Regions from separate parts of the Mus musculus genome. Here regions 2, 3, 4, 5, 6 and 7 are each linked to region 1. The links are chromatin contacts, called in public Hi-C, HiChIP or PLAC-seq, Micro-C and promoter capture Hi-C maps. All regions are on one chromosome and are shown on one strand. The core of a region is the stretch at or near the end of the contact, and the rest is flanking DNA. Distances in the headings are between cores, read along the strand shown.

What was found. Promoter capture Hi-C pulls out the DNA fragments that hold promoters and counts their contacts. Hi-C and Micro-C count contacts between places; a contact is called where the count stands out from the background. HiChIP or PLAC-seq counts read pairs in DNA pulled down with a chosen protein or histone mark.
Region 2: a contact with region 1 is called in a Hi-C map of muscle stem cells, with 2.2 times the contacts expected there. The contact joins the promoter of Gmfb here to the promoter of Bmp4 in region 1. A contact is called at or near these places in 3 of 484 Hi-C or Micro-C datasets (embryonic fibroblasts, embryonic stem cells and muscle stem cells) and 1 of 9 other capture datasets (adipose tissue).
Region 3: a contact with region 1 is called in a promoter capture Hi-C map of liver, with 4 times the contacts expected there. The contact joins the enhancer-like site here to the promoter of Bmp4 in region 1. A contact is called at or near these places in 10 of 39 promoter capture datasets (the 3T3-L1 cell line, cranial neural crest, frontonasal cranial neural crest and 5 more), 4 of 115 datasets of contacts at active chromatin or transcription factors (craniofacial prominence, embryonic forebrain, embryonic limb bud and 1 more) and 3 of 9 other capture datasets (adipose tissue, liver and pancreatic islet).
Region 4: a Micro-C map of embryonic stem cells shows a contact between it and region 1, with 4 times the contacts expected there. The contact joins the promoter of Samd4 here to the promoter of Bmp4 in region 1. A contact is called at or near these places in 1 of 39 promoter capture datasets (embryonic stem cells), 6 of 484 Hi-C or Micro-C datasets (embryonic stem cells and uterus), 3 of 115 datasets of contacts at active chromatin or transcription factors (embryonic stem cells and pancreatic cancer cells) and 1 of 9 other capture datasets (adipose tissue).
Region 5: an H3K4me3 HiChIP or PLAC-seq map of embryonic limb bud shows a contact between it and region 1, with 3 times the contacts expected there. The contact joins the enhancer-like site here to the promoter of Bmp4 in region 1. A contact is called at or near these places in 8 of 39 promoter capture datasets (the 3T3-L1 cell line, cranial neural crest, frontonasal cranial neural crest and 3 more), 2 of 484 Hi-C or Micro-C datasets (both in nephron progenitors), 6 of 115 datasets of contacts at active chromatin or transcription factors (cardiomyocytes, embryonic limb bud, embryonic stem cells and 2 more) and 2 of 9 other capture datasets (adipose tissue and pancreatic islet).
Region 6: a Micro-C map of embryonic stem cells shows a contact between it and region 1, with 4 times the contacts expected there. The contact joins the promoter of Cnih1 here to the promoter of Bmp4 in region 1. A contact is called at or near these places in 2 of 39 promoter capture datasets (embryonic stem cells and stem cell-derived epiblast-like cells) and 1 of 484 Hi-C or Micro-C datasets (embryonic stem cells).
Region 7: a contact with region 1 is called in a promoter capture Hi-C map of epiblast stem cells, with 6 times the contacts expected there. The contact joins the promoter of Cdkn3 here to the promoter of Bmp4 in region 1. A contact is called at or near these places in 9 of 39 promoter capture datasets (the 3T3-L1 cell line, cranial neural crest, embryonic stem cells and 4 more), 1 of 484 Hi-C or Micro-C datasets (muscle stem cells), 6 of 115 datasets of contacts at active chromatin or transcription factors (embryonic stem cells, fetal liver, large pre-B cells and 1 more) and 2 of 9 other capture datasets (adipose tissue and embryonic stem cells).

The regions. Positions count from the first base shown.
Region 1 is chr14:46,388,784-46,391,940 of GRCm38.p6, reverse strand. Bmp4 (bone morphogenetic protein 4) reads left to right here and starts at 1,272. Exons shown (of 4, transcript NM_007554.3): 1 at 1,272-1,637. It overlaps Gm15222 (predicted gene 15222), which reads right to left. Exons shown (of 1, transcript NR_166856.1): 1 at 2,659-3,157. RefSeq lists promoters at 183-1,589, 1-1,589, 1,640-3,157.
Region 2 is chr14:46,820,942-46,823,664 of GRCm38.p6, reverse strand. Gmfb (glia maturation factor, beta) reads left to right here and starts at 1,423. Exons shown (of 7, transcript NM_022023.2): 1 at 1,423-1,564. The coding sequence starts at 1,562.
Region 3 is chr14:45,899,960-45,902,709 of GRCm38.p6, reverse strand. No RefSeq gene overlaps it. Among named protein-coding and RNA genes, the nearest start is that of A530076I17Rik, 230 kb to the right of the region's middle. Within about 2 kb of position 1,304, at least 4 of the 459 cell types and tissues checked have an H3K27ac peak or open chromatin away from gene starts, as enhancers often do.
Region 4 is chr14:46,881,481-46,884,291 of GRCm38.p6, reverse strand. It overlaps Samd4 (sterile alpha motif domain containing 4), which reads right to left and starts at 1,327. Exons shown (of 13, transcript NM_001037221.2): 1 at 1,124-1,327. It overlaps Gm34934 (a long non-coding RNA gene), which reads left to right and starts at 1,493. Exons shown (of 2, transcript XR_383407.3): 1 at 1,493-2,552.
Region 5 is chr14:46,657,844-46,660,944 of GRCm38.p6, reverse strand. All of the region lies in intron 1 of D330046F09Rik (RIKEN cDNA D330046F09 gene), which reads left to right. Among named protein-coding and RNA genes, the nearest start is that of D330046F09Rik, 14 kb to the left of the region's middle. Within about 2 kb of position 1,689, at least 13 of the 459 cell types and tissues checked have an H3K27ac peak or open chromatin away from gene starts, as enhancers often do. A contact at or near this core is called in embryonic limb bud, where this site is marked.
Region 6 is chr14:46,787,047-46,789,913 of GRCm38.p6, reverse strand. Cnih1 (cornichon family AMPA receptor auxiliary protein 1) reads left to right here and starts at 1,557. Exons shown (of 5, transcript NM_009919.2): 1 at 1,557-1,731. The coding sequence starts at 1,651.
Region 7 is chr14:46,759,219-46,762,186 of GRCm38.p6, reverse strand. It overlaps Cdkn3 (cyclin-dependent kinase inhibitor 3), which reads right to left and starts at 1,646. Exons shown (of 8, transcript NM_001360041.1): 1 at 1,539-1,646. The coding sequence starts at 1,547.

The DNA of each region.
Region 1 (3,157 bases), core at 23-2,522:
TTTTTTTTTTTAAATTCTGAAGGTGTGTAAGTACAAAGGTCAGATGAGCGGCCCTAGGTCAAGACTGCTTTGTGGTGACAAGGGAGTATAACACCCACCCCAGAAACCAAGAACCGGAAATTGCTATCTTCCAGCCCTTTGAGAGCTACCTGAAGCTCTGGGCTGCTGGCCTCACCCCTTCCCTGCAGCTTTCCCTTTAGCAGAGGCTGTGATTTCCTTCAGCGCTCTGGGCAAATACTCTTAGCCTGGCTCACCTTCCCCATCCTCGTTTGTAAAAACAAAGATGAAGCTGATAGTTCCTTCCCAGCTCCATCAGAGGCAGGGTGTGAAATTAGCTCCTGTTTGGGAAGGTTTAAAAGCCGGCCACATTCCACCTCCCAGCTAGCATGATTACCAACTCTTGTTCTTACTGTTGTTATGAAAGACTCAATTCCTCATCTCCCTTCTTTTAAAAAGGGGCCAAAGGGCACTTTGTTTTTTTCTCTACATGGCCTAAAAGGCACTGTGTTACCTTCCTGGAAGGTCCCAAACAAACAAACAAACAAACAAAATAACCATCTGGCAGTTAAGAAGGCTTCAGAGATATAAATAGGATTTTCTAATTGTCTTACAAGGCCTAGGCCTGTTTGCCTGCCAAGTGCCTGCAAACTACCTCTGTGCACTTGAAATGTTAGACCTGGGGGATCGATGGAGGGCACCCAGTTTAAGGGGGGTTGGTGCAATTCTCAAATGTCCACAAGAAACATCTCACAAAAACTTTTTTGGGGGGAAAGTCACCTCCTAATAGTTGAAGAGGTATCTCCTTCGGGCACACAGCCCTGCTCACAGCCTGTTTCAACGTTTGGGAATCCTTTAACAGTTTACGGAAGGCCACCCTTTAAACCAATCCAACAGCTCCCTTCTCCATAACCTGATTTTAGAGGTGTTTCATTATCTCTAATTACTCGGGGTAAATGGTGATTACTCAGTGTTTTAATCATCAGTTTGGGCAGCAGTTATTCTAAACTCAGGGAAGCCCAGACTCCCATGGGTATTTTTGGAAGGTACAGAGACTAGTTGGTGCATGCTTTCTAGTACCTCTTGCACGTGGTCCCCAGGTGAGCCCCGGCTGCTTCCCGAGCTGGAGGCATCGGTCCCAGCCAAGGTGGCAACTGAGGGCTGGGGAGCTGTGCAATCTTCCGGACCCGGGCCTTGCCAGGCGAGGCGAGGCCCCGTGGCTGGATGGGAGGATGTGGGCGGGGCTCCCATCCCCAGAAGGGGAGGCGATTAAGGGAGGAGGGAAGAAGGGAGGGGCCGCTGGGGGGAAAGACTGGGGAGGAAGGGAAGAAAGAGAGGGAGGGAAAAGAGAAGGAAGGAGTAGATGTGAGAGGGTGGTGCTGGAGGGTGGGAAGGCAAGAGCGCGAGGCCTGGCCCGGAAGCTAGGTGAGTTCGGCATCCGAGCTGAGAGACCCCAGCCTAAGACGCCGCTGCGCTGCAACCCAGCCTGAGTATCTGGTCTCCGTCCCTGATGGGATTCTCGTCTAAACCGTCTTGGAGCCTGCAGCGATCCAGTCTCTGGCCCTCGACCAGGTTCATTGCAGCTTTCTAGAGGTCCCCAGAAGCAGCTGCTGGCGAGCCCGCTTCTGCAGGAACCAATGGTGAGCAGGGCAACCTGGAGAGGGGCGCTATTCTGAGGATTCGAGGTGCACCCGTAGTAGAAGCTGGGGATGGGGCTCAGGCTGTAACCGAGGCAAAAGTTGGCCTATTCCTCCTTCCTTCTCCAACAGTGTTGGAGGTGGGATGATGGAGGCTAAAAGGCACCTCCATATATGTTACTGCGTCTATCCAACCTACTTTAGGGAGGTGCGGGCCAGGAGAGGCGGGAAGGAGAGAAGGCCTTGGAAGAGAGGTCATTGGGAAGAACTGTGGGGTTTGGTGGGTTTGCTTCCACTTAGACTATAAGAGTGGGAGAGGAGGGAGTCAACTCTAAGTTTCAACACCAGTGGGGGACTGAGGACTGCTTCATTAGGAGAGAGAACCTAGCCAGAGCTAGCTTTGCAAAAGAGGCTGTAGTCCTGCTTTGCTCTAAAGCGCGACCCGGGATAGAGAGGCTTCCTTGAGCGGGGTGTCACCTAATCTTGTCCCCAACGCACCCCCTCCCAGCCCCTGAGAGCTAGCGAACTGTAGGTACAGAACTCGCTCCCATCTCCAGGAGCTATTTTCTTAGACATGGGCACCCATGCATTCTGCCTTCTGGTACTCTCCCCTCCCTGGGAAGGGGTGTAAGGTTCGACGGACCGTGGCCAGGATGCCGAAAGGCTACCTGTGCGGGTCTTCTGCCATGCTGTGTCTGTGCGGACATGCCAGCAGGGCTAATGAGGAGCTTGCGATACTCCAAAGGGTTCGGGAATTGCGGGGTCCTTACACGCAGTGGAGTTGGGCCCCGGGGACTCAGAAGGTTTCCCGCCACGGCTTTGGTTGATAGTTTTTTTAGTATCCTGGTTTATGAACTGAAGGTTTTGTGAGATGTTGAATCACTAGCAGGGTCATATTTGGCAAACCGAGGCTACTATTAAATTTTGGTTTTAGAAGAAGATTCTGGGGAGAAAGTGAAGGGTAACTGCCTCCAGGAGCTGTATCAACCCCATTAAGAAAAAAAAAAATACCAGGAGATGAAAATTTACTTTGATCTGTATTTTTTAATTAAAAAAAATCAGGGAAGAAAGGAGTGATTAGAAAGGGATCCTTGTGAAGTTGAAATTGAAACAAGTCCTTCGTCTATTTACTGGGCTTTAACGTCGAGAGCGCTCCACACACCGCCAAAGGCACAGGATTGTCCGGGGATCCTGAGCGTCGGCGGTTCCACGGTGCCCTCGCTCCGCGTGCGCCAGTCGCTAGCATATCGCCATCTCTTTCCCCCTTAAAAGCAAATAAACAAATCAACAATAAGCCCTTTGCCCTTTCCAGCGCTTTCCCAGTTATTCCCAGCGGCGACGCTGGTCGGGGAATAGAGAAATCGTCTCAGAAAGCTGCGCTGATGGTGGTGAGAGCGGACTGTCGCTCAGGGGCGCCCGCGGTCTCTGCACCCAGGGCAGCAGTGTGGGATGGCGCTGGGCAGCCACCGCCGCCAGGAAGGACGTGACTCTCCATCCTTTACACTTCTTTCTCAAAGGTTTCC
Region 2 (2,723 bases), core at 174-2,673, 430 kb before region 1:
TGCAAACAGATTAGGCCACTTCTGCCACTGAAGAGATCTCTATTGTGTTAAAGATGGAATAGAGTCAAGTTCCAGGCTTCTCCCCAGAGAAGAGGATTTTCTCTGACACCTTGCCTATTTTGATGCTCCAGTGACTACATCCTTCCCTCTGCCATTTCAAGCTAGAGGAGAAGGCCAGAGTGGGAAAGGAAGGCTCTGCAGGTGCTCCAGCCTTCCTCCCCAGCTTCTACAGATCCACAGCAGAAGGTTTTCCCTTCCTACTGTTCACTTTGTCCCACCTTCCTTAAGGAGTGGTGTACAGGAAATCCATTTACCATTACCAATATCTGGATTTAAAACAAATGCTTATAGAGATTCAAAACTGCATAAGGTGCCTCTCACTGAAAACCTCTGGGTTTAATATGGAGATCCAAAACTCTATTTTTAGAAATCAAAGTTGCTCTTGGCATTTCTCTCTTCTTTCCTCCCTTCCAATTTCTTTCTTATTCTTAAAAACTATATTATTAGTTTGTGTGTATGGGTGTTTTGCCTGCTTGCACCACAAGCCTGCAGTGGCCCTGGAGGCCAGAGAGTGTTTTGGATTTCCTGGGGCTGGAGTTACACTGTCAACTACCATATTGGTGGGTTCTGGAGATCCGGCCAGGGTGGAGAGAACAACCTGTACTCGCAACCCCTGAGCCATCTCTCCAACTCCCATCCTTTCTTATTTTTGAAAGAGAATTCTACTAATCGTTTGAGGATAATAGTTATGGATGACAAAGGAGGAAGTACCAAAAGAGTATACAAATATTAGAATGTTTTAAAAATCTCTTATATTTATTTTTCGTAAAGTTGCCAATCCTTTCATCCACATAGTCTTTTTTGTACCTCATACTGTTTCTTAGAAAGGCAAGTTTATCTCCGTTATGGAATACCAGTAGTAATACATTTAAAAGGTCGTAACTTTTTGAGTGTCACACTTTGAAACAATAAGAGCACCTGGGTTTCAGAGTTCAATTCGCTGTAACTTGAGAGTAAAAGCCAACATGATCAACATTGGTAACCATTTACTGGTGAGTATGAATAGATTTTGGAAAATAAATTTATTCAGTAAGTTCTGGAAAGCAGGCAGGGTCAGGGATGGCGCCCTGGGACAGGTGCAAGGATGAAAGCCGCGTCTACCTTTGAAAAGCATTAAATCTGCAAGTAAACTGTAATCGACACGCACATTTACCACTCAAGTCATTAGCTCAGGTTTGGCACCACGAAATACCTGCCGTTAAGGCTTGTAGAATATTTAAAGACACCAAGAATCTGCGCACCGCTTGGCTGGCTCATTCCTTGGTAACGGCGCAGCATCCTTACTTAACAGGCACCAGAGGCGCCCGCGTCCGCATTTCGCCAAATTTTGGGCCTCGCCTCCCGCCGTCCGCTGTCACGTGCGGGCCACGGCGGCCGCGTCCTTAGGTGGGGGAGGCTGAGCGGTGCGCCAGCCGAAACAGGAAGGGAGTTGGCTGCCGAGCCATTCTTAAAGGGGCCCAAGAGATCGCACGGCAACGGGCCGCTGACGACCGGAAGGAAAATGGTAAGTGGCGGCGAAGGGAGGCACCGCGGGGTTGGACGGACTCGCAGTCCGTTCCCGACTTCCAGCGGCAGCGCGGAAGACCCCCGCGCTGCGGGCGGACGGTTGGAACGTGGCCTCCGCGTGGACCCTTGTGGTCCCCGCGGCGGAAACGGGCTGGGCCTGAGGGCCGGCGTTGTAGGCGAGTGTCAGGGTTCTGGTTGCATTCCGGCTTCGCCCAGGCTTCTTTCTACCTGCACCCCCTTGTTTCTGGCTGAATAGCTCCCGATACCCACATTCTTCCAGTCCAGGCCGTTGGAACCCATGTGACCCAGGGCTCTGATTTTGCCTTTAAGCAACTGTCAGAGGTTTAGTTTTGCTGCGTCTGGGGCAGTGGTTTCTGATCTCCTTGACGATGGACCCCAAGCATAAAGACAAAGTGGAGAATTAAGTCAGGTGCTCTCAAGGACCTTCTGGAGCCTTCCCAAAGTGTTTTTTAAGTACGACCAAGTATCATGGAAACAACAACAGGAAGACACTTATCTATAAATCCTCTCTTGGGGACCACTTCCGTCTAGCAGATCTTACCGCGGTCATTGAACCCAGTGAACTCGTGGCTTTTCATCGTTTTGACCTTTCAGCTACATTCCAGGGTGTTGACACTGGTGTTTGAGGCATCTCTTTAATTTTGCCTACCCCAACCCCCTTGGCTTTTGGGATTCAGAACTGGCTTTCCTCCTATTTCTGCTGATGCATCTGTTCCCCTTGGATTCCTTTCTCCATTCCTTGGACTATGCCCGTGAGTGCCCTAGGCTCCATTCCAAGGCTTCATTTTCTATTGTTTTTCTCTTTGCTGAACTTCTGGCTTCAGTAACCACCTACGTTGAGTTGACCTGTGAGTTCCTATCTCTGACCTTAGCTGAGATCCAACCAGCAGTTACATTCCACTTTTTGGTTAATTTCATCACACAGAAGCCACAGAGGCTCCTCAGTTTGTCCAAAAAGAACTCATAGCTTCCTCCACACATCTGGTCTTCATTCAGCCGGAATTCTGCAACTTGGCTAAAGGTGTGTTTGTGTTCCTTACACAAAGCCAGAAGTCTAGAAGTTATCTTTGTAAGTCTTTATTTCCTTCATATTGAATCTAACCCAGTTCTTATGTAGTGGAGAGAGAGAGAGAGAG
Region 3 (2,750 bases), core at 55-2,554, 490 kb after region 1:
TCTTCCAATTGAGAAATGTTCAAATTGTATCAATTTTTTTCCAGTTTTGGAGAAATCAAAATGTTCCTAGCGCTCAAGGAAGAGAGCCTTTTCCCACCCTCTTCCTCCTGAGCTGGAAAGCGCCCAGCTCCTCCGAAGTCTGCTTACCCAGAAGTCCTGCTTCAAAGTGTTCTTTAAAAGCTTTCAAGAACACACTAGCACTTTTTAACAAAAACGCTGTTTTTAAAATAATACTCAACCGATGGTGGGATTGGGGTTAGGAATAGGGGGGTGAGGATGGAGTAGAGGTACTACGGTGTGAGTGGGAACAGTGAAGCAAATAGAAAAGGCTGAAACCTCTTGCCTGCCTGGCTTGTCCAAATGTGGTTAAAACAGTCACTGTTTATCCTCTTTACAAGGGACTAATTTGTTCAATGGACCCCACATGCTAAGTATTCCTCACAAGGAACTGAGAGTTTTCTGTAACAATGTAACAATAAACTTCCTCCTGTTGATACGATCATTGCTGTTCTCCACAGAGGAAAAGTCACTGGGGAAAAGGAAAGGATCGTAGTGTGCCTTCCTGAGTGAATTAGCATCTAGAACCCCAGGATGCTGGTTGCTGACTTCAGGTGATGTAAAACCTGAGGCCACTGAAGCTGGGAGAGAGGATGACGTTCCATAAGCACCTTTTCTTTTGAAGTGCCCCCAAACCTTAAAGCCTGCATTTCATTTGGAAAAAAAAAAATCTTCTGCTAAAACCGCTTCCCATATGCAGCCCATCTGGAAGACTATAATCTAGTCTCGCCTGCAGCAAACCGGCAGTAACAACGCTAGCCTTTCATCTCAGATCCCCAAGCAATAGACAAACATTAATTAATGCCCCCAACACACCTGGGATGTAGGGAAGTATTATTATCCATGGCTCACAGATGAGGAAATCCAGACACCAAGAGGTTAAATGGCTTGCCTTAGGCCACAGCACTAGCTAACAACTGCAAGACTTTCCACTGACAGTGGGCCCTCCGAGCCAGCTAGAGCTCTGAGAAACTTTTGAGACCATCCTCTATGAAAGGAACCATTACCAAGGCAGACTGCGGTCAACTTATTTCCCTCTCTCATTGTTTGGATCTCAAGAGACAACATAAATGAGCTCAGTCCCCCAATCTTAAAGAAACACACAAGACAGGCTGGGGAGGTAAGTTGGTTTCCTTGTAAGCAGGAAGACCTGACTGCAGACCCTAGCTCCCACATAAAAGTGTGGTGCTGTGTGTGAGTCTGTAAGGCCAATGCTGCAGGAATAGAGACAAGTGGATCCTAGCAACCCACTGGCTAACCATTACCTTAGCCAAATTGTCATGCTCTATGTTGAATGAAAAACCCTGCCTGAAAAGCCCACCCCCAGGCTGACAGGCATTTCCTGAGAAGCCACAGGTCCCTCCAGCCAGGGAAGCAGGTAGCCTAATTGCAGATCTTCCCTCCTTCTCCTCCTCCAAATCCAATCCCCCCAGTCTCACCTCCATCTATGTAGCAGACTATCTGCTACAGCCTCCTCCTTCCCATCTTGAGTGGAGCACTCAGATTTTCTCCTCTAACCGTCCTCCCAGCCATCCTGTTATTCCAGGCCCTGGCTCCATCAGGCTTTCTCTGGGAGCACAGCAGCCAAGCCTGACAGAGAAGCAAGTAGGCCGGCAAAGCAGATAGGAGAGCTTTAGATCCTCACTCTCCCTCCTCTCCTCTAAATCCTGTGCCCCAGCCTCACCCCCTGCTCTGTAGCCGACGACATCTTATGGCTTCTCCTCACTCTCTGTCCCCATTCCCGGGAGACTAAGCAAGCCCTTATAGAACACCCTGATTTACTCTCTCCTGTGGACATCCTCAGGCCATCCCTCCTAGCCCATCCCATCCCTGAGTGTCAGCTCCCAATATACATATTGCGTGGTACCTCCAGTGGCTACATTTGTCAGGATCCCAGAAAAATTCCATACCAAGCAACACAGCCACAACTCTCTCCTAAGGACCAGACAAGGGCAAAGAAACCAAGGAACAAAACACCCACCCAACAAAGACCAGATATCTGTACTTAGACTTATAACCTTCCCAAGCCCAGATGTTAGATGCCAGTGTGAAAAACAATAACATCCAAGACAAAATATCTCCAGTAGGCCCTAGCAATCCTGTCACAGTAGGACCTGAGAATCCCAACATAGCTAGAGACCAAGAAATAAGTCTTAAAACAGCCTTTATGAAGACGCTAGAGGTCCTCAAAAAGGAAATGAAGAAATCTGTGAAAATGCAAGCAGTGAAAGGAAGTAAATAAAACAGTTCAAGACCTGAAAGTAGAAATGAATGCAATAAAAAAAAAAGAGCCCAGACAGAGAGAAACCTGGGAAGGAAACGTGTAAGAACACAAAGAGGAGCCTCAGAGGCAAGCCTAACCAACAAAACCCACGAGATGAAAAAGAGGATCTTAGGCCCTGGTAGAAAAATCAGATACCTCTGTCAAAGAAAGGGTTAAATCTAAAAAAATTCTAGTGCAAATGATCCAGGAAGTCTGAGACACTGTGGAGAGACCAAATCTATAAGTTAAAAAAAAAAAATACAAGATGGAGAGGAAATGCAGGTCAAAGATACAGAAAATAAGTTCAACAAAATCATAAAAGAAAATGTCCCTAGCCTAAAGAAGGAGTTGCATATTAAGGTAAAAGAATTGTATAGAACACCAAATAGAAATTCCTCTCAGCAAATAATCACCAAAGCACTAAACATGC
Region 4 (2,811 bases), core at 78-2,577, 490 kb before region 1:
CTGGGGGAAGGGGTGTCCCGCGAAGGGAAGTCCCCTAAATTCCAGCCGGCCTCTCCACACTCGGATGCGCGAGCTGAGCTATTGCACACTTCCTTCCCAGGTGCGGGAGGAGACCCCGCGGCTTCCTGTTGCTGCGGCTGTGACCCGCAAGTGCTCCCTGCACACCCCACCCGGAGTGGCCTCTGGGGCTGTGTCTGCGAACGCCAGCACCAGCAACAGATCCTCCCCGCGCTGAAAACTTGCAATGCGGCTGTGAAGGGGCGCGGGGGTGGGGTGGGGGCTAATGCAAAGCAGAGGCGGTGTCAGAGGCAACCAGGGTTCCAGCCTCCTCCTCCTCCTCCTCCTCCTCCTCCTCCTCCTCCTCCTCCTCCTCCTCCTCCTCCCCCTCCTCCTCCTCCTCCCTCCTCCTCCTATTCCTTCCCTCCTATTCCTTCCCTCCCTCCTCCCTCCTCCTCCTCCTCCCGGAGAAGCAGCCGTACGGCTGCAGCTCCATCTACAGCAACAGCCAGCATCTCCGCCGCCAGGCTCCCCTCTGGATTTAGGCCGTGAGCAGCCGCAGCGACAGCTCGAGACAAAAATAAACTCTCCCTATCCAAAGCTCGGCGCGGCTCAGTCAGAGCCCTCACTCCCCAGCGCCGCGCCAGCCCACCCGGGAGGTTTCCCTGGGCCTGCTTGACCCACGACCATCAGATGTGTGTGCGCGCGCGTGTGATTTAGGCATCCTGCCCCCGGTCCCCGCCGCCGCCTGCGGGCCGGAGTGTCCTCGCCCTCCGGTCCCAGGCCCAAGGCGATGCGGTTGGGGGCGCACGCCTTACGCAGGGACCGCGGGAGCCCGTATCACGGCTTTCCCAGGCGGCAGGGCGGACCCCGAGGGAAATGCAGATTCCTCCCTTCCGCACACGCCCCCCAAGGACCTCAAAGAAGAAAAGTTAGGTTTAGGGGCTCTATCGTCCCATCTCAGCTCCCGTGGCGAGGCGAGCAGAGACTAAGCGCCGGACCCTCTGGGGGCCGCTCGCTTCCAGCATCTGACACCCAGAACTTCTGGGTAGAAGAGCGAAGCCCCCGGGAAAGGGTCGGAGGAACCACTGGGTGCCTCGCCCGGGACAGCAGAAGGGACGCTCACCTCCACGCAGCTCATCCCTGCGGCTCGGGGCCCTGCGCGCGGGTCCGGGGCCGTAGCAGCAATCAGTGGGGTTGGGGGCGCTCGGAGCGCGGGCTGCGGGCCATGCCGTCGGGGCTGGCGGCGCGCGGAGAGGGCAGCGCTGCGGGTTCGGGGCGCTATCGCTGCCGCCACTGCTGCCTCCAGTGTCGGCTCGCGAAGGACTGAGCCGCCCGGAGCTCCCCACATGCTACTGATTAACATACACCATTACATCATGGGCTTGGCAGGGAGCGCCCGAGCGGGGGGAGAGGAACCCGGGCGGCGGCGGCGGCACGCGGGGGAGTCGGGGGAGGGGGGGAGGATCCCCGGGCCCGGCGGGCGGCGGGTTGGGGGGAGGGACGGATTCCTAAGCCCGGGCCATAGAGGAGGAGGGAGCCAAGTGGGAGGAGCGGAAGAGCGCAGATTGGAAGATCTGCGTAGAGAAACACAGAAGTTTGGGGAAGGGGAGGGGTCCGGGTGAATTCCTCTCGGCTGCCACCCGCGTGTTCTACAACGGCCAGGGCACCGGAGCCTCCGGAGCTGGGACAGGAGTGAATCCCAACGGAGCTGGACTGGAGCGAGAACGGTGCTGCCACCCGCCGCTCGCCCTTGGGAATGTGGCTCCCCAGGTCCAGTGACCCTTTGGCCTGGGACCTGTGGGTGGCTGACTGGTCCCGTGGGTGACTGACTGGTGTAGACCGTAAACACCCGGAGTCACTGTCTCTGGGGGCTTGGACGGATTCCTGGGGTCTGGGACGCATGAAGTAGCAGAGGGCGGCGAAGGGCACAACGCGCAGGGCTAGATGTGTCTGGCCGCGGTGCTCCACGAGGCCCTTGTCTAGGAGAAGCAAGCAGAGCCTGGTCGATCACCCTCAGCCCAAGTCCGGCGCTGGATGCCCTTTATTTTTGCAGTCCTCCATACCCGCCTCAGGCCTCGCTTTCCCGAGAGGAGGAGGCGGACTTCGGGAGCCTGATCTCAAGCTATGCTTGGCGCGCGGCTGTGGCTTGTGGCCTGGAGCTGTGGCCCCAGGCGCCCTGGGCGACGGGGAGGCGTGGCGAGACCACCTGTCAGCACCACGGAGTTTGGGGGACGCGGCTTTCACCTGTGCCTGCAGAGGGCGGGGCCAGAGGCTGGGCCGGGATTTGTCGCTGGAAGCTCTAGGTCGCCTACTATAAAATGCTTGCATGGGTCAATTACCCAAAAGAAGGGTTGACTAAAAATACCCTAAAGCCTAGACATTTCTGCATCTTCTAATGCGAACGGTCACAAAGGGACTGGCCAAAATCCAGCCTGTTTCAGAAGAAACACCGAGCCTTCGAATTTGTTTTCCAGAGACTTGGGAGCATTTATAAACGAGAGCTGGAAAAGCAAACGTGGGTCTGCCCTGCTCTAGCTAGCACAGTTTTAAAGGTAAAGTGTCCAAGGCCTTATTCCTCCACCTTTCAGCTCCCACACTAGCATCTGGATTTCCAATCCTTTCTTCTACCCTGCTCCTCGGATTTCATGTCTGTCTCGTGTAGGTCCTGTCAGTGTGACAACACCTCCCATCTCTTAGGGTAGTGAAAGGGCTTGTGGGGAGGCACAATGTTTTGCCAATGTTTCCATCACAACCGAGTGTGTGAAGTTTTTAAAGTTCATTATTAACCACCTAGGGGAGGTATCCGCATAA
Region 5 (3,101 bases), core at 440-2,939, 270 kb before region 1:
CGCTCACAACAGATGTTCAGATGCGTGGGTCAGTATGAATCAACATACACATCTCTCCGCGTCTCACGTTCCTTCTCTGTGAGGTGAAGGACCAGCATGAGCAGTGAGTGGTTCTTACCCAGTTGCACATTGCCAGAGAGATGGTTTAGTCATCGAGGTGCTTGCTTTGCCGGGGCAAGAAATCTGAGTTTCATCCCTAGAACCTGTGGAATAGGCCAGGTGAGCTAGTGTTTGCCCTTGTAATCCCAGAAATGCTGAGACAAGCTGACAGATCTCCGAAGCTCATTGGCCGTTTCCTGCAGCCTACTTGATGAAGTTCCAAGTCTTGTCTCAAAGGAAAGGGTGGAAGACACCCAAGAAATGACACTCAGTGTTGTCCTCTGATCTCCACATACATGAACATACATGTACCCCTCTACATTCACCTGCACACATATGAATCCCATACATATATGTGCAACTCCTCTCACATACAAAAAGATCATAAGTCATAAAGGCCTGGCAGAGAATGGTGCCAACTTGCTAGCTGCCAACGCTCCTTTTCTTGTGTGTGTGTGTGTGTGTGTGTGTGTGTGTGTGTGTGTGTGTGTGCGTGTGTGTATGTGTGTATGTGTGTTATATGCATGTGTGCACATGTGTACTTGTGCAGTGCATGTGCACATGGAAGCCAGTTTCCAATGTTAGGAGTCTTCCTTTATTGTTCTCTACTGAATTTTCTGAGACACGATCTGACATTGAACTTGGAGTTTGCCATTTTGGTTAGTCTGGCTGGCTAGCCTGCTGTCAGGATCTTCCTGTCTCTGCTTCCCAGCTTCGAGGTCATGGTTGCATGCTGCCACACCTGGCCTCTGTGGGGTGTTGTGAGTCTGATCTCAGGCCTCAAGCTTGCACAGCAAGAGATTTACCTACTGAACCATCTCCCCAGCCCTCAAACTACTTTTTCATATCAGCAAAAGTCATACTTAGGGCAAGGAGAAATTCAGCTTGGAAATGAGCAGCCCACAGGCATGTAGGCTTCTAGTATACAGTGCTTTTTCCACCCTGAGAATTCTGCAATCTCTATTAACTTCATGAATTCCAGAGTAACCTGTCCTTGAGGGCTCTGTGTGTCCTGAGTCACTTTGTCCTCTTGCCCTCAAATTTGCCTCAAACAGTGGGGCACAGCTTATACACTCCCACCAGACTCTGAGCCTGGAAATTCTGCTGACAAACAAAATGGAGGCAGCATGGAAAACGGTGCCCCAGTTTGTGCTGTTACAGTTAATGACCTGTCAGCGTTTCCATTTGGAGCCTCTATTTCAGGGGATGTATAACCAACCATAAACATGCTCTCTGGGCTGAACCTTGGCACTTGTGATTTCAGCTCGAGAACACATGTGTGCTGGTGTGTGCATGTGTTTTTACAAGATGAGAGGGGAAAAAAAATCAGTTAGCCATTTTAAAGCTAAGGGTGGTGAGAAGCAGGGTGGGGGGCTGGTAATTGGTAGCAGATGCACCTCTGATGCTGCCAGGACTTGAGAATTGCTGAGTTGCTTTGCCCCCCAGTTGGGGATATGGAGGGTGGAGAAGTAATTCCGTGCTTTCATTCTGTGCAAGCAATACTAATTGACAAAGTAAAAATCCATATGTAAGGGGTAAAATACAGGTGAAGGTAGCTTCTCTAAGAGCAGGAATTGACTGAAGACCAAAGGCTGTATAGGGCCCAGAGGCCAAAGGAGCAAAACTGTAGCTTACAGAGCCGGCATCTTTTCACCAAGGTGCACTCTCCTTTACTCTCTTCTTCCAGAGGCTGGAAGAGGGAGGACAGGCCAGTTTTAGTTTTTAATGACATTTCCAGTTATCATAGCATGTGGTTGGTGGGGAAATGGCCATTTCCTTTTGAATAGAGAGTGTCAGAAGACCTCTGAAAATGTAGATTTAATGAGATTAGATGATGACAGTATCCATATGTAAGTACCAAGATGATCATTACAACTGAGGCATCAGTCAGTCCACAACCCTCAGAACTCTAAGCCCTAGAACAGGGTATGGTGACCTACATCTGTAATCTCAGCACTTGGGAAGCTAAGGCAGGAGAATCATGATGAGTTCTGGGCCAGCACAGGCTGTATAGCAAGGGTCAGTTACAAACAAACTAACAAATAGCAACAGAAGTTGTGAAGCCTCAAGCTGCCGCTGTTTTAAGAGCATGTAAAAATCTCAGCTCATGTAGTGAGCTATGTCTGCGGTGGTTTTCAGACTCTGTTTCCTGCAGTGTAAGAGTGACTGGCTTGGAACAATAAAGACATCCACAGACACTAGGCCCAAAAAAGTCAGAAAAAGAGTTTCCTCCAAAGACCTGACCATAAATCGGAAGCCATAGTGGGAAGCCCTCAGGCAGAAGGCTTCACACTCATTGGGGAGGAGAGATAGTCTGCTTCAAAGTTTCCATCTTTAGTGATGGTCACACCTTCTAGCAAAGAACAGTGCAGGTTCCAGCCTCATGTCCCCTTATACCTCCTGGACAGCCCAGCCCTGTGGCTGCTGGTGGAGGTGGTGTCACTGCTCAGTGCCGATGCTGAGAGCCCACACCTCGGGTCTCAGATGCTTCTCTTTCTTCTCTTTGGCTCTCCGTTCAACACCCTGTCCATTCCTACTTTTTATGTAAATGAATCCAGTTCATTTCTTCCTTCCAGGGACTTCTCTCCACCTGGCATCTTCACTCCTTTTTTTCTTTGCATAGATGATTCTATGCTCTCATCCTGTTCTGGGCTCTCAGGTCGCTTTCCTGGACGAGACCCATTCTTGGCTTATTATTTCAGGAGTCACCAAACTACCACCAGCAGATCAAATCTGAGTGAACATTACCTGTGCTGTTGTGTGGCCCAAGGAATTAAGAATGCTATTTATCACTTAACTTTATTACTTAAAGTTTTTGGTGGGAAGGTTGTTTTGAGACTAGGTCTCTTTCTGTAGTCCAGGCTGGCCTAGAACTCCCCATGTAGCCCAGGTTGGCTTGAAACTCACAATCTTTCCTCCCCAGTCTTCTAAGCGCTGGGTGACAGGTATGTAAAATTATCAAGTTGTAGTTTTAAATGGTCTAAAAATAATCAAAAGGACAC
Region 6 (2,867 bases), core at 308-2,807, 400 kb before region 1:
GCTTACTTCCCCTGGCTTGCTCAGCCTGCTCTCTTATAGAATCCAAGACTACCAGCCCAGAGATGGCCCCACCCACAAGGGGCCTCTCCCCCTTGATCACTAATTGAGAAAATGCCTTACAGCTGGATATCTCGTGAAGACATTTTCCCCAACTGAAACTCCTTTCTCTGTGATAACTCCAGCTGTGTCAAGTTGACAGAAAACTAGCCAGTACAAGGGGTTACTGCGTTCAGTGAACCAGGAGGCAGATTTAATAAATCTTAGTAGGTGCAGTCTCTGCAGGGAGCAGTCTTCAGGCAGTGAATAGGGTGGGGCTATGGTAGAGATGGAAATCCACACAGACTAGAGAAAGGTTTTGCTATTTCCTTGAGCCTGGGGTGTAGTGGCATTTGCCATTTTCCCATGACTCTGAGGATTTAGTGCCCAAGCCAAATAGCACACATTCTCCCAGACCCTCACTGCCTCAGAGTTTCTTCCACTCACCACCAAACAGTGGATGTGTGCTCACACAATGAATGTAACTTTAAAATAAATGTTAATCCACTAGAGTGATGCAGAATTTAAAGTTCAATTCCTTAGCCATCTTAGCCACCTTGTATCCACAAGTAGCCAGTGGCTGTATTCCACAAGAGCAAATGTCTACCAATGCAGAAAGTCTCAGACAGGCTGGACATAGCCCTCTAAAACATTCTATTCCGTTTGCTCCAGTGAGCACATTTCAACACAAATTTATCGTGTCTTTCTTGCTTAAAAGCCTTGAAGAGTTTTTCTTCCATCATCAGCATCTAGTAGATGATGAACTGGTTTCTCAGATTGCAGCCAGCATTAAAAATAAAACTGTTTTGTAGAAATTTTACTTTGTTTTTGATTTTTTTTTTCACCACCACTACCTTTCTAATCTGTGGTCTTTATGTTACAGGGTTACACTGAGAAAAACAAAATCTTTGAAATCTTGTGATAAGCAATAAAGTTTGAAAAGCCGGGGGTCTGGGTGTAAGCCTGAGCTCCTGAACTGAGCGTATTTTGCTACTCTGTGGTTTGAGGTCTTAGACCTCTGTCACCCAAGTTCCACTAACAGATCCATTGCTGGTTGCACCCAAGACACAACGTTTTCCTTTCCTTTTTCCCTTTCCACCTCTGCCCTTTGCTCATTTGAGCCGATTTCCTGTATCGCCAGCACTCCCTTCTCTTTTCCTGCACTTATCATAGAAGCCTCAGATTAGCTTCCAGGAGGGCCGGGTGACCTTTCATAGCATGCACAAGTACCAGTTTACAGCGTTATAACAACATTGTTTAGTCGCTCGTTCCTGGAAGTAGATTAAATCCTTTCAATACAGGCACTTTTAAAATCTACTTTTGCATTTCAAACACAAGACTAGTCTCTGGAACAAGCTAGACATTCATTTAATGGCTATCCAAAGAGTAAACTACAGAATGAAGGACAAAATCAACTGTGCAGACAACAGAAGAGCCACGCAAACTCCGACCATCAGGGGGTGCTCGCGCGGGCGGCCCTCTGCGCAAGCGCGCCGGGAGGAGGCCGCGGCGGCAGTGGAGGCTGAGGCCGGGGGAAGTGAATGGTTTTACCCAGAGGGCCGTGCGCCGCCTTTCTCCGCTGGCCCCGGCGCGCCCGGCAGCTCCTCCCCGGCCATGGCGTTCACTTTCGCGGCCTTCTGCTATATGCTGGCGCTGCTGCTCACCGCCGCGCTCATCTTCTTCGCCATCTGGCACGTGAGTAGCCGGGGCAGGGGGAAAGAGGGCGAGCGACGGCGCAGCCTCTTGCAGCTCCCGGCCCGGGGCTGCGTGGGGCCCCAGCTGCCGGCGCGCGCCAGGACGTGGCCTGGCTGCTAGGGCCGTGGACGCTGCGCGCTCCCGGGCCGGGGTCCGGAGGGCATGGCGTGCGGGGTCCCGGTGTCCACGCCGCCGCGTGCGGGCCCAGGCCGCGCTCCGCTATTCGCGAGCAGGGCTGGGCGGGGCGGGCAGGCGGGCGGCTCCGTGTCTACGCCGGGCCCGCGCGCACGGCTTGTCCGCGTCCCCCGTCTCGATGGATGCCCAGTGCGCACCGAGCGGTGACTCTCGGCGTGAAGTTTTCCTAATTTTTATCCTTGAATTACCGATTTCCTTTTAAGGCTTCCTCGGAGCACGGCCAAAATCGGATATTATAAGTTACTTTAGCTCCATTTCCAACTCTGCTTTGCAGCACTCGATGGGCGATTTTCTAGTAGAACACGGTGGTTGAGAGACGAGTTCCTGGTGAACTTTGAGGCAGCTTGGATTGATTACTTCGTTGGCCACATCTCCGAGTTTTCCCCTGAAGTCATACTTTGGATCGCGAGAGCTTTTTCAGGAGACAGCCTCCCAAGCCACCTCTGTGGTATGGGCTGCATGATTTAGTAGAGGGAGTTTTAATTTGATTTTGAAAATCCTCAGAAACTTTTGGCTCCTCATATGTCCTTGCAGGGTGGACGTGCATTCTTACTGTGCTCTGTCCCTGGTGACAGTTCTATTGAGACAGACTTTTGAGTGTCTCTACCGCTTAGCACCACTGAAAGAGCTCTCTGGGAGATCAGCAATTCTCAAAAGTTGAGCTCATTTGTTTCTATCCTCCCAGTACTTTCTGGAATAATGGCATAATTTGAATGATGGGGCGAGTTCAACCTCGTGTAAATACTAAGTCAGGTTTCATCACCATCCTGTGCGTGATTAAATGGCAGCAGATTAAATGGTTGCAGAAGTCTCCGAAGTAGGTAGATAGATACCAAGGGTCCTTCTTGCTAAGGAGTGTGATTGTATTTAGAGCCTATTTGCCTGTGGATGGGGAATGCTGGGGTCCGGTGTTCACTTTGTCAGAAATAACTGCTACTTCA
Region 7 (2,968 bases), core at 397-2,896, 370 kb before region 1:
AGACCCTCTGATGTTTGTGCTCTGAAGACCTGAAGACCCTGTGATATGCTGTCTACCTTCAACACAGCTAGAGAGACAGCGGTGTGCAAGGTTACAGGATGGCAAAGGTGTTAAACTAGCAGAAACCATGTGCTGTAGAGTGGAAGGAATGACTGAGCATTTAGGGAACAGGGAAGGGTTTCTTAGAGACCATTGAGCTAAGCTCTGAAGGAAGAACCTGCAGGTTTGTAGGTAGACTAGGAAGTTAAAGCAGTCAGTGTGAAAATTCAAGAGCTAAGGCAGGTATGATGGTGCAAAGCTTTGATGTCAGCATTGGGGAGACTGAGGCACAAGTTCTAGAGCAGTGGTATACATGGCCAGGCTGGCTCAAAAGAAAACACAATATGGGTGGAAGGGTGGAGGATTGTGTATTCAGTAGAGATGACCCAGAAGAGACAAAGCCAGTGGACACTGCTCATCCCCTTTCTAAAACAAAAACAAAAACAAACAAACAAACAAACAAAAAACCCTTTCCACTCCCTAATTGGAACCATCTGAGATCAGACATTTGAACAACACGTGTATACAAAAATATTAGTTTTAAAGAATGTCAAAAGGAGAAAGTAGACTGCGGCTGTGTGATTCCCACATCCATCCAGATCTACCCCTTCCCAGGCAGCAGTGGACTACAGAGGACTCACTTGTGCTTGCCAGAGGAGGTAGATCTCAAGAGAGGAGGAAATAGCGAGCTCTACGTGTGTTCAGTTCCTCTATACCAGAGGTCAGATAGCTCACTCTTCCTCTGGCAACAATGCAGTCGGTAGGCAGCTGACACAGTGGACACAAGACTTGCAAGAGTAACCACCTGACTGCTTGGCTTTCAAGCTCTTCTAGAAAGGTCTTGCTGGAGGAACAGGTGATAACTGGCTGAAATTATAGATTGCGGTTTCTTTGGATTGCTCTTTGGTATAAAACACAACGGAACCCAAATGAAGCCTTTAAGTGGAGTGTCAGCTATGAGGTAGAAACGATATGTCAGGTGGGGCTTCCAAGTCATGGCTAAGACCCCTTTTCTTTCTCCTATAAAACCAGATTTTAAGCTTGTGTGACTTTTCACTCCACCCCTCTCAGCCTGCTGTGGATAAATGCTAACAGGCTTAGACGTCCCTGCCTTCCTCAGGCCCAGGGATTCTGACCTGCAGGAAACAAGACGCAGTGCCCTGAGCTTTCTGAGGGAGGGTGGCTATCGTGATGTCACTCACAAACGGGGTCGTTACAGCCTCTGCATCTGAGGCATCAAGCCACCCACAACCCCGGCCGTGACAGCCTCTGCATCTGAGCTGTCAAGCTGAATGGCTTGGCCCTCTCTGGCAGGGTCGTCGTGAGGCCCCTCAGGTGGGCAGCGAACCGCAGTGCCACAGATCTGCCACTCAGCCTCCCCGACGCGCAGGGCGGTTACTGTGCGAATCGCACCGCTGGCCGCCCAGCAACGCAGCCGAGGCGGTCCAGCGTCTGGCCCCGTGGCGAGGATCCTTCGGGTCCCGGACAGCCCCACTCACCGGCTTCATCGCGGGTCGCCACTCGCCGTAACCAGTGCCGCCGCCCTCGCAGCCTTTAGGACACCGCCCGCGAAGAGCCCGCCCCCGTCAGTCCATTGGTCCGCCCACGTAGGAGGTGGCGCGGGGCGTTCCAGAAACCAATCATATCCTCGCTCTGTTTCTTACTCCGGGGCCTTGCTCAGCCTCTGACTACTCATTGGTTCAGAGGAAGTCTTTGAAAGACGCGCGGAAGGAGGGCCCGGAAGAAAGGGGATTGGCTTGGAGGGCTCCGCCCCTCCGCCAGTTGAGGGCGTGGACGTGGCGAGAGGCGGAGCGAGGCGAAGTGGTTCCTCACAAGTCCAGCGCTTTGGAGACTTTCTGGACTTAATTTCTGAATGATACCAGGATAGGGAGCATTTTCTTTTAAATTGTTTTAACTTTCAGGGCGTGGTAATTGGTGGAGGAGAGCCTTGCATAGGAGGTGTCCCTGGGAAAACTGACATTGCTGTCATATCTAGTCATGTAGATACTTTGGAGAATACTAAATAAAGAGCATAGGCATACTTGACATTGGATGTTCTGTATGTTCTGGATGTTCCAGGATGTACATAAGTTAATGTGTAGATCAGTCTTCCTGTTCACCAAGTAGGAATGTGCTAATATTGTATGAAAAGGAGATAAAATGATATGGGGGTTGGGGGTGGGGTCGACCTTGTCAGGCTTAATCAGCGCCAATATAAGACTGTTCTGAGCCTGCTACATGGGCGCAAGGAACTGAACTAGGGTCCTCTCTGAGAGGACACGCTCTTTATTGGTGAATCTTCTCTCCATTAACTCCCCTGCCCCCCCCCCCCCACCTTCCATTTTCAGTCTTCATTTAGCTGGCTTTGGGAAAGAAAGTCACCTGGAGCAATAGTATCATGGAATTTGAGAAAAGCAGAAGTTTCCTCTTTTACCCTTATGTCAAAGTCAGTGGGCACAGGGCTAGTAGTTAGGGAAAGAAGACAGCACGATTTGACTTAGAAATAGCATTAGTCACGATCCTTCGGAGAAATAGAAGTTGTGTGTGTGTGTGTGTGTGTGTGTGTGTGTGTGTGTGTGTGTGTGTAAAAGAAATGACTTCGGAATGCTGGTGAGTTCAAAATCTAGTGAGAGGTTAGTGGCTGTTGACTCAGAAGATCAGATCAAAGTTCAAGTTCAAAGGCAGAGTGTTGTGGGGGCCAGGAAGAGTCTGTGCTGTAAATTAACTGTGAAAACCATAAGCTAAAGAATCCTCCTTGTGTTAAGAGAATCTTAGCTTTTGTAATATCCAGGCTTCCAACTTGGAAGACAATCTGCTTTACCCAAAGTCTACCAACTTAAATGTAAATTACATCCCCTAATATTCACAATAGTGTTTTTCTAAATATCTGAGCACCTGGCTTAGCCAGGTCAATGCATGTCTTAGTTAG